Linked DNA regions of Mus musculus: region 1 is linked to region 2. Evidence: chromatin contacts called from public promoter capture Hi-C data. All regions are on one chromosome and are shown on one strand. The core of a region is the stretch at or near the end of the contact, and the rest is flanking DNA. Distances in the headings are between cores, read along the strand shown. Region 1 overlaps Gm34861 (a long non-coding RNA gene). Region 2 overlaps Wipf1 (WAS/WASL interacting protein family, member 1).

Region 1 (5,556 bases), core at 298-2,797, 2.4 Mb before region 2:
AAGAAATTAAAACTGGGGCTGGTGAGATGACTCAGTGGTTAAAAGCACTGGCCGCTCTTCCAGAGGTCATGAGTTCAATTCCCAGCAACCACGTGGTGGCTCACAACCATCTCTAGGGGGATATGATTCCATCTTCAGGCAGGCAGATATATATGAAACAGAGCACTCATCCATTAAATAAATAAATTTGAAAAAAATTTTAAAAAGAAAGAAATTAAAACTGAAAAGAATTCAGAATATTTCTTTTTCTTTACACATACTCTAAGAAGCATGAAAATAAAATAAGGTCTATTTTCCAGAATAAAAGCTTGAGAAGAACGTCCCTTCCTTTTGTGTTTCTATAAGTCTTACCAGTACTGACTTAATGGACAGCTAAGATTAATGAGCTTCCCAAGTCTGCTTCTGAATTCTCTGAGGAGGTCTCCCATGACCTGTGTCCTCTGGGAAACTTCCCTTTGCACTCATGAGAGAATGAGAGTTAAAAAGGCTAGTGCCTCAGCTGACCCCCTCAAACGATTTCTAGAATTCACGGGGGCTTCTACACCTCATCTTGAGGGCTACAGCCCTAAATATTTACTTAGTTGTCTGTGAAGCACTCACTGAGAAAGTCTAGACAAAATGCATTCCAAAAGCAATTAATGATATTGTCACAAGAAATACTATGTAAGAGTCTAATTCTCCCCTGCCTCGGACATGCAACAAATTTTGTGTGTTCTTTTTGCCATTAAAAAAAAAAAAAGGGAAAAAAAATATATACACTATTAATAAAACAAAGTTGTCAAAAATATTTAAGGCATAATGGCATAATATATTTTGATTGATACATGGAGGATTTTTCAATTTCACATAATCAAATTTTGAAACTTATTCCTACAAATTTTGAGACCCAGTCCATGGATAACCAGAAACATTATTGTGGGGCAGCTGAACTCAGTGTGACTTTTGTGATAAAGTAGGATTTGTTTGCTTGTATGATCAGACTCTCTCCCACTTTATAGACTCATAAAGTTCTTTTTACTGCTGCATTTAGATCCGTGGTAACTAGTTAAAGAGATCAGTTACTACTAAAGTAGTTTCTACTGCTATAGACAGCATGTCTCGCTAGTCCCTTATTCACAGATCCCAGCATTTGACCTTCATCCTTCCGGGTCGCTGGACTCTCTTCTTCTGAAGTGTGTTGTGGCCAACAACATTCAAGTACCAGGGACAAGTGATATTCTCAAAGACGGGTCGATGTGCTCCTAATGCCAGTGGAAATTGTTTTTCCTATTGATTAAAAACCTCCTTTCAAAGAGGTGAGGCAGTTCCTTGTGAGCTAGGACAGCACTAACACAGAGAGCCAAGCTGTAACAAGTCATTGCTCTCCAGGAACCTGTAATGCCCGAGATCCCACAGAGATGTTCCATGCTTTAAGCCTACAGACTCTGAGAAATTCTTAGTCTATATTCGGGAGAATTTGCAGAGGGAAGTAATCAGCCTTCTTAGTTCTAACAAACTGGCCACCTGCTTACTCACCACTTCCTGCCTTTTCCTTCCTAAAACGGAAGCTGACTTTGCTCTCCACAGACTCCGGCTGTGCTGTAAGAAAGCTTCTGTGAGCATACTGGGGTACACATGTACTGGGGTACACATGCCCCTCGGGTCCCTCTTACATTTACCCTCACAAAGTCTAAGAAGTTTTCCCTTCAGTGTAACTACTCCAGCCACAAACAACCACACCCTTCCAAGCTCAGATGTGAACGCTGTTTAAATCCTCGTTGGAAGTGACCTGGGCAGTATCCGCACTCGGCCTCAGAGTCTGATCCCCAGAGTCAGAGCAGAGCAAGCATCTGCTTTCGAAATGTATTTTAAAAAATATTGACATTCTACATTTGTTGTTTTGTTTGTTTGTTTGTTTGTTTTAACCAAAGATACATGCTGGTTTCTTCATGGTCTTCATTTCTATCCTCATTTTTAACACCTGTTGCTTTCTTCTTCTTCTTCTTCTTCTTCTTCTTCTTCTTCTTCTTCTTCTTCTTCTTCTTCTTCTTCTTCTTCTTCTTCTTCTTCTTCTTCTTCGTCTTCCTCTTCCTCTTCCTCTTCCTCTTCCTCTTCTTCTTCTTCTTCCTGATAGACTCATCATTTTCTTTTCTGTTTTTCAACTGAGGTCAGTGAAGCAAAGAATCAGTACAGTGAGCCAAGTGACAGTGTCTGGGAAGAGCAAGGACCAAGGCTAGAAAGTCTCTCTAGGAGAAGCCACGGCAGGAAACCCTGATTTGCATCTGTCCCCAAATAGAGTCCAGCATAGAAGGGACCATAGAGAGCCAGACTGCCAGACAAGAATATGAGAGTGCGCGTTGGGATGCCAACAAGTTGTACCACAAAGTATTCTGAGTATGGTCTTGAGTATCCTTGGTCTGGCATCTTTTATACAAATACTGGAGAGTTTGAAAGTGTTGAATACCAAATTTTTATCTCTGCTTTAAGGCATTCAATTGCCATGGCCTATCATCACACGGGTTTTCTTCAATAGAAATGCTGAATCTGCTGGGTAAAAAGTAAATATTCCGATTTGTATGTATGCTGTGTCAAAGAGGAAATTTTAATTCACATAACAGAAATTTTGATCCAAACTATCTCTAATGCTCCGTTTTGGTGAGTACATACACGTTTTAAAACTTGAACCACGGACCTCCATGGAGAAGCCACCCAGCCTGGATGACTAGTAGGCGCAAGGCTGGACAGCAAGCTAGAAGAAACTGTAAACCCAAGACTGCTGCAGCAGTTAAATACCTCACAGCAGGAACACCATTTTCCCATTCTCATCTCACCTGCAGGCCTCTAGGATCTCACAGGCATTTACAGCAAAGGTCTAGGGCCCTTGAGGGATGCCTAGTACCATATTAAGTTTCTTCAGCCAAGGCCTATGGGTGTGTTGTGGGGAGGGAGGTATAAGTGTGTGTAAATTATTACTCGGGCCTGAGCATCCTGAGAGAATTGTCAATAACTGACTAGGATAGAGCAGGCAGTAATGTCATTAGGTTAGGGCTGGCTGTCACAAGACAGAAAACAAAAAGTAGAGTTATATAAAAAGATGACAAAGGGAAGGTGTCTGATTTCATACTAGACAGTGGACACATGAAGAAACTGTCCCTATGCCATAATCTTCAAAGAGGAGTTTGCACCATCAGCTGAAGAGCTATGCTCTGACGATCATGGAGACGAAATCCAAAAAGGTTGAGGAGAAGTGGAACGAGCTGGCTCGGAAACAGGAGGAGGAGGCAGCCCAGAAGCGACCCGTGGAGGTGAACTTTGCCAATGACTCCAGGGACAAATATAGCCATCTCACTGGCAGAAGAGCAGCCAAGGACGCAGCCCACGTGCTACAGGCTAGCCGTGGCTGTGTACCCGTGACGAACAAACAGGACACAGTCCACAGAAGAGAATATGTATGAAGTTGGAGCCAGTAAACACTGTGGCAGAATGGCAGAGTTGCCAGCCACCCTCTAGGCATCCCACCCCACTCCCTCCGACCCTCCAGCAAGGTCGGGGCATGGAAGGGCAAAGATGCTACTATCAAGACCCATCCTGGAGCCCCATTTCCAAACTATGAGGTCCTATCAGCTGTTATTTGGACTGGAGAAGAACTGGTTGTTTATCACTGTTGCAGTTTGGACATTGTGTGTGTGCGGGTGTGTGGGTGTGTGGGTGGGTGTGAATATGTGGGTGTGAATATGTGGGTGTGTATTTATATTATTCCCTATTATTCTTGGAACTTTCTTCCTCCTTGGAGCTGGGGTTACTTTACATTGAATAAACACTGTTTGGCCCTGGGGAGGGAGAACTCATCCACGTAACCACGCTGAAGTTAGGGAAGGTTGCCTGTGGTAGGAGGGTCACAGGATGAACCTCCTGAGAGCAGGGGACAGGTTGGTGGAAGGTGAACATCAAGATGCTTCCGACAGAGAAGCCAGACACCACCTGGAAGAGCATGATGCCAGATGTTGAGGGACAATGAAGAGGCCTGGGCTTAGAAGAGCGAAGGGATGCTCTGTGAATAAAGGAGTGCTGGGTCTACTCCAACCCAGCAGGGCACAGTCTTCAGGAAAGTCGGCCCAGTCGGAATGGCGACCCACTGACCTTGCATATTTGCACCTCAGTCTGCCTTTGCAGTGGTGGGAAGCAAAAGGCGACCATAACTTTCTAAAGACAACACCATCATTCAGTGGCTTGGATCAATCTATCCGATCTTAAAATGCCCGGGATAGTTTTGCCCTTACTTTCCAATCCAGATTTCAGAATATAAATTCATGATGTTACTGTGAGGAAAAAAAAGTTGGAAAACTAAGGTTTTTTTGTTTTGTTTTGTTTTGTTTTTTGTTTTGTTTTTTTGTTTTCCTTTAAAATTATTTCTATTTATTAAGAGTCCAGGATTTTTTTATTACATATTTTCCTCAATTACATTTCCAATGCTATCCCAAAAGTCCCCCATACCTTCCCCCCCACTTCCCTACCCACTCATTTCCCATTTTTTTTTGGCCCTGGCGTTCCCCTGTACTGGGGCATATACAGTTTGCGTGTCCAATGGGCCTCTCTTTCCAGTGATGGCCAACTAGGCCATCTTTTGATACATATGCAGCTAGAGTCAAGAGCTCCGGGGTACTGGTTAGTTCATAATGTTGATCCACCTATAGGGTTGCAGATCCCTTTAGCTCCTTGGGTACTTTCTCTAGCTCCTCCATTGGGAGCCCTGTGATCCATCCATTAGCTGACTGTGAGCATCCACTTCTGTGTTTGCTAGGCCCCGGCATAGTCTCACAAGAGACAGCTACATCTGGGTCCTTTCGATAAAATCTTGCTAGTGTATGCAATGGTGTCAGCGTTTGGAAGCTGATTCTGGGGTGGATCCCTGGATATGGCAGTCTCTACGTGGTCCATCCTTTCGTCTCAGCTCCAAACTTTGTCTCTGTAACTCCTTCCATGGGTGTTTTGTTCCCAATTCTAAGGAGGGGCATAGTGTCCACACTTCAGTCTTCATTCTTCTTGAGTTTCATGTGTTTAGCAAATTGTATCTTATATCTTGGGTATCCTAGGTTTTGGGCTAATATCCACTTATCAGTGAGTACAAATTGTGTGAGTTCCTTTGTGAATGTGTTACCTCACTCAGGGAAAACTAAGTTTTATCTTAGAGAAAAGCCATATAATAAAATACAGGTTGATAGCCAGTTATGTAACTTACCTAAAATATAAATGTATTTCAGCTAAGTCACATCTCCTTGGGGCCAATCAATGAAAAGACAGGTCTGGCTTCCCTTTCTAACCTCATGATAAGATTATTAAGATTACTTTACTGGGGCTAGAGATATGGCTCAGTAGATAAAAGCACTTACCATATAGAAGCACCATCTCTAGAAGCTCATGGGCCACCTATGTGCAGAGCGTGCACAGTAGTGATCAATAAGAGATCACTTAAATAGGGAAGATGGCAAAGACATGCACCAGAGGTTCGCATCTGACCCCCACACATGGGCCATGGCATGTGTGCCCACACTTACATTCCTCATACACACTATACAC
Region 2 (5,585 bases), core at 1,817-4,316:
CACATGGATCGTATTCCCTAGGCTACCTCCAGGAAGATATGGCGGCATGCAGAAGAGAAGGAAAAAAAAAAAAAACAATTTAAACACTCTCTTCCTGTCTTATCCCCACCACAACACAATAAAAAAACCAGACAGACAGACAAACCAAAATAAAATGAAACAACAGACAGAACTCGACCTGGGCCCTACTCTTGGCTTCTGAGTGGCACTTATATTCTGACAGCGCACAGATGGTTGTCAAAGCCGGTGTGACAGACTATGCCAACATCACTTCCACCTCTCTCTGCCCACAACTTGACCCAGCCCCATGCTTCTCTTGGTCACCAAAGCTTCCTCTACTAGATAAGCCTCTAACTTTGAGGTCCTGGCTCTCCCTGTCTTCTCCTCTTGCCCTGACCCTGCTTGGACTTGGAGTCCTTCTGCCTTCTCTTCTAGCTAAACACATGATGCTCTTGGTTTGTAGGAACAGAAGTACTGAACGTCCTGTGACATGATATCGTCACTGCCGTGTGTGAGTGTGTGTGTGTGTGTGTGTGTGTGTGTGTGCGTGCACGCCCCCCCCCCATTCCTGCTCATGCACATGAGCACACTGTTACCAAACTCGGGTCCTCTGCAAGAGCACGTGTCCGTAACCTCGGAGCCACCTCCCAAGTCCCACTGCTTTTTATTTGTGTGTGAGGGTGTTGGCTAGATGGCTTAGCCAGTAAAGGCACTTGCCATCAAATTGATAACCTGAGTTTGATCCCTGGGACCACATGGTGGAAGCAAAGAACAATTTCTGCACGTTGTTGCTGACCTACACACACACACACACACACACACACACACACACACACACCCCAAACAAACAAACAGATAAATTAAACAGTACTTAAAGAGGAAGGAGCATCTAAGGTATGTTTCTCAACTTGTGGGTGGCAACCCCTTTGTTCCTGGAACTCACTCTGTAGACCAGACTTGCCTTGACCTCAGAGATCTGCCCACTGCCTCCCGAGTGCTAGGATTAAAGGCCTGCTCCACTACTACCTGGCTAACTTTAGTTTGGATGTGATCAAGTACATCATCTTGGGTGGGAGAGGAGGCACAACACACAGAGCCAGTGGTCAGGCCTCTGCATCTGTGTGTGGATTCTCTGTGGATTCCACAGCGACCTCTGTAATGAACTCTAGTTAGAGACTTTAGAGACTGGTTATCAGCGGCCTTGGGCACACTGTTTGCTAAAAGTGGTGACAAGCTTTTGATAAAAATCTCATCAAACTTTTTTTTAAAACAAGGACAGATTCTCAGAACAATAACTGATATTTATTTGAGAATAACAGACCACTGAAGGGGGGGTGGGTTGTGATAGTGAACTGTGGGTGTGGTCAAAGGGTTTTGAAGGCAGAGCCTTCAAAGCCCAAAGTGAGGATCAATATCAGATATTTTGAAACAATATTCTGGCCACTGTGGTTGATAACAAGAGTAGCTTCAGTTGAGGCTGGAAGATACTGGGCAGATGCCCTTGGAGAAGTCCTTTTTCTGCAGCGTTGCTGTGACCCCTGTGCGTGCTGTGGTTCTGGTCAACCCACGTGTAATGGTTGCTGTCGGGCAACGTGGTTTCCTACCATCCCTTTATAACATCTCAGCTTTATTATTATTATTATTTGTTTGTTTGTTTGTTTGTTTGTTTTTCGAGACAGGGTTTCTCTGTGTAGCCCTGGCTATCCCGGAACTCACTCTGTAGACCAGGCTGGTCTCGAACTCAGAAATCCGCCTTCCTTTGCCTCCCAAGTGCTGGGATTAAAGGCGTGTACCACCACTACCAGCCAGCTTTATTATTTTTTAAATTTATTTTATGAAGTTCTTTTTAAAAAAAAAAGATTTATTGACTTATTATATGGAAGTGCACTTCAGACACACCAGAAGAGGGCATCGGATCCCCATTACAGATGGTTATAAGCCACCATGTGGTTGCTGGGATTTGAACCCAGGACCTTTGGAAGAGCTGTCAGTGCTCTTAACCACTAAGCCATCTCTCCAGGCCCTAAATTTATTTTATGTATATGAGTACACTGTCCCTGTCTTCAGACACACCAGAAGAGGGCATCAAATCCCCATTACAGATGGTTATGAGCCACTATGTGGTTGCTGGGAATTGAACTTAGAACCTCTGGGAGACCAGTCAGGGCTCTTGACCTCTGAGCCATCTCTCCAGCACCCCTCCCCCACCCCCAGCTTCCCCCCACCCTTGTTGTTAGCGTTGATTCTTTTTTCTTTTTTCTTTTTTCTTTTTTTTTATTCTGACAACTTTCTCATTTCCCTCCCAACCTGAACAAAGGAACCCTTTTCACTGATGGAATATTTATATTTCTGGAAAGTCAGGCAAGGAGGTGCAACCAATGTTTCCAGAACATCGACCATGCTCTGACTGCCAGTCTCCTGGGTACAGTCCTGGATATGGCAGCAAACCCACTGATAGCCTCTGAAGGGTGAGGGGAAGCAAGCGACGAGCCACCGCAGATTTAGTTTCTAAGCTGGGATGTTTAGTTGATTGCATGTAATTTACAACTCTTCTTTAAAGTATATTTTCGAACTGATACATAAAACATTCTAACAGATACATATTAATGGAAAGATGTCTAGATATCTGTAATGTTTAAATCATTTAGACATGTCTCTCCTCAAACACCATTTGTTTATGATGAAAACGCCCAAATCCTTCCTATAACTTCTTGAGGCACACAATATGTGTCTGCTATTTGTAGTCACACCATTGTTGTGTCTAACTGCAACCTTGTAAGTCAAGGAACATATGTACTTACTTTATATTTACATATGCACTGGAGTTAAGGTCCTGTATAAGATCTCTATATGCATTTTCCCACCTACATAAGTATCTAGTAGAACTTGTGAAGGGGACAGTTCTGTGCTGAATGGGATAGTCTTTCATATGGTACAGTGCAAACTGTCCCAGGAAAGCCACTCATTATTGGACCTGCAGATGTTCCCCCGTTTCCTGTCTTCACAGAGCAGCTGGGTCAGCCTCTCTCAGGAGACATCACCAGCCAAGCCTGGCTCACGAGCAGCCAGAGGACTCCAAGGGGCATCTCGGGTCAGTGTGCTTCTCCTGCAGTGTTTAGAGACATGATGTCAGACCCTAGTCCCTGGGATTCCAGGGAAGGCTTTCTCTGCCTTTATGGCTCTGTCCTCCAAGAGAAGGCATGGAGTAACTCTGGGCTACAGAGAAGGCTGGCAAGAACCTAGAGGCCCATTATCCTCATCCTAGAAATAACTGTAAGGGCCTTATTCGGTCTTCAAACCATCAATAGGCAACCAAAAGGAATGTGTGTTTAGCCACATGTCAGTAGCAACTCCTGGTATATGTGCAGAGACCAGACATGGCAGGATGCGGAGGGGGACTTTCCAGTAGTTTGCTCCTTGGGCTGTAAGAAACCATTCTCTGTTTTGTATGGGTTTCCCCTGGAGACACTTGTGCTGGAAGTTGGTGATCAACTGGAAAATTTTCACAGTTTTATGACATTACTGAAAACAAGAGGGTGCTCTCAAAGGGCACAGGCATGGGCTTTCCATTTACAAAAAAAAAAAAAAAAAAAAAAAAAACCAACAACAACAAAAAACATTTTTTTTCCTACAAAGAAATAAGATGAGTGATGTTCTAACCTGGAGCTGGGAGGTCCCCCGGTGCCCTTTCTCGTGTGTTTTATAAGCTCTGTGGTGTGTCAGTTACTGTTTGGAACAGCTGAGAAGACAGTGATAGACAAGACAAAGTCCCTGCCCTCAGCCATAGTGGCCACTGTATCGGGGGAAGCAGACTGTGTCAATAATGCCTGCCGTGAGTGAGGTGGACAGCCAAGAAAGGAGCGCACTTAGGGGAGAATTCAGCAGGCTCAGAAGAGGGAGAACACAGAGAAGGCAGGAAGGGCAGGAGAAGCAAGTCCTGGTGACGCTGGCAGGGGAGGGTCGGCCCCCACAGCCTCGCTCAGCATGGAGGAACTTAGACTTCACTTGCTATCATTGAGAAGCCACCGAGGCTTTGAGCCCATGGATTTCTTTTGAGTGTCTAAACCGAAACTGTCTACCATAGCATCTCCCAGCTGCGGAGTCACCTCCAGGACTGAAGTTATTAATATTATGACTCCAGGAGGGAGAAGACTTGATGTCACTGGCCGCGTGCCCAAAAATGCCTAGTCAATGCCCGCATTTCAGAAATGGCTTCAAACATGATGACGTCTTCTTGGGAGTTTATAGCTCTAGCCCAGAGTTGGATCTGGGTGAGTTAAGCCTGGCCCAGGAGTGACAGTAGATTGAGCGTGTATATTAAGGGTCATCCTGGCAGAGAAGTAGACAATGCAAAAGGCGGGCCCCACCCACCAGGCCTGAGCCATCTGTGTTAGTAAGTAAGGCGTCTCATTACCTTCTCACCTGTTTCTTTTTGCTTCTTGGAGGTTTTTTTGTTTGTTTGTTTTGCCTCTTGTTTCTTAGCTCACTGGTTAGAAATTTATTTATTTATTTGTTTATTTATTTATTCTATTGCCACAGTTACTAAAGTATCTGATTTCAGTCACTAGTATCCCTTTCAGTAATTTTAATCCTTTCCTAGAAAGGACTACCTACATCCTCGACTATTACAGAAAAGACTTCAGTGTCCCATTTTATCCAAAAGCCAAGACATTATTTTGAGATGAACAAACGAACTTTTCCTTAACTCCACATCCTAGCAGGTTGGTAATGAATCAAGCAAACCCCTCCTACAGCCTCTGGTGGATGAAGACGGGAATGAGCCATCGGCCTTGTTGCTTCTCCCTTGCCTGTTTTTCTCGGAAAAGCAAGCATGGTGGTGTACAACCCTAACGTGCGGTCTTGGCTCACCTTTAAACCCAGCCTCGGAACCGCTTGGTCTCTCCTGCCCCTGACCCACCTGCCTTCATTCTCTGTTACTTTAACACTAATCCAGACACGTCATTTCATTCACAAATATTGTAGTACAAATCTCTAAAACCTCAGGATTCCTTGTAAAATATAACAGTTACAATAACATCGAATCTAAAATCAGGGCTATCTTCATGCCATTAAATAGACAATCAGCGTTTAAATTCTAGCCGCTTTGTGGTTTTGTTTATTTTTTTCTTTTAGTTTTTGAAGAGGCTGTTGGTTTTGTTTTGTTTGTTTTTGTTTTTTGAATTGGGAGCCTACATCCTAGCCTACATCATCATTGCTTGTGGTTTCTGTGCTCTCTAAGTCTCAGGCTTCCTTCTAGCTCTTTCTGAATTAGCTTCCTTCTCAGTCACCCCTTCCCCGTGTTCCTAGTGTACTGCAATACAAGCCAGCACTGGCCCCATGAGTCTCAGAATATCTCTCATTGACTCTCCTTGATTCGGAAGAAGTCACATGTTCATCTCCGAACCTGTCACTGCAGCCAGGGAACCCGGAAGCACTCCTGAAGCCTGCTGGTTACTTGCTGTTCCTGGAGTCGAGTAGAGTTAGCCCAGTTGCTACAGTAGCAACGATCTCTTCACAGTTCTGAGCTCCTTACTCTAGGGATGGGAGCGAGGACCCTGAACAACTCCAGACTAACAAGTAGACTG

Evidence for each region. Promoter capture Hi-C pulls out the DNA fragments that hold promoters and counts their contacts.
Region 1: a promoter capture Hi-C map of pre-B cells shows a contact between it and region 2, with 3 times the contacts expected there. The contact joins two enhancer-like sites. A contact is called at or near these places in 2 of 39 promoter capture datasets (hippocampal neurons and pre-B cells).

The regions. Positions count from the first base shown.
Region 1 is chr2:75,819,937-75,825,492 of GRCm38.p6, reverse strand. All of the region lies in intron 1 of Gm34861 (a long non-coding RNA gene), which reads left to right. Among named protein-coding and RNA genes, the nearest start is that of Agps, 9.5 kb to the left of the region's middle. Within about 2 kb of position 1,547, at least 102 of the 459 cell types and tissues checked have an H3K27ac peak or open chromatin away from gene starts, as enhancers often do. A contact at or near this core is called in pre-B cells, where this site is marked.
Region 2 is chr2:73,457,817-73,463,401 of GRCm38.p6, reverse strand. The region is part of intron 1 of Wipf1 (WAS/WASL interacting protein family, member 1); the gene reads left to right. Among named protein-coding and RNA genes, the nearest start is that of Wipf1, 69 kb to the left of the region's middle. Within about 2 kb of position 3,066, at least 36 of the 459 cell types and tissues checked have an H3K27ac peak or open chromatin away from gene starts, as enhancers often do. A contact at or near this core is called in pre-B cells, where this site is marked.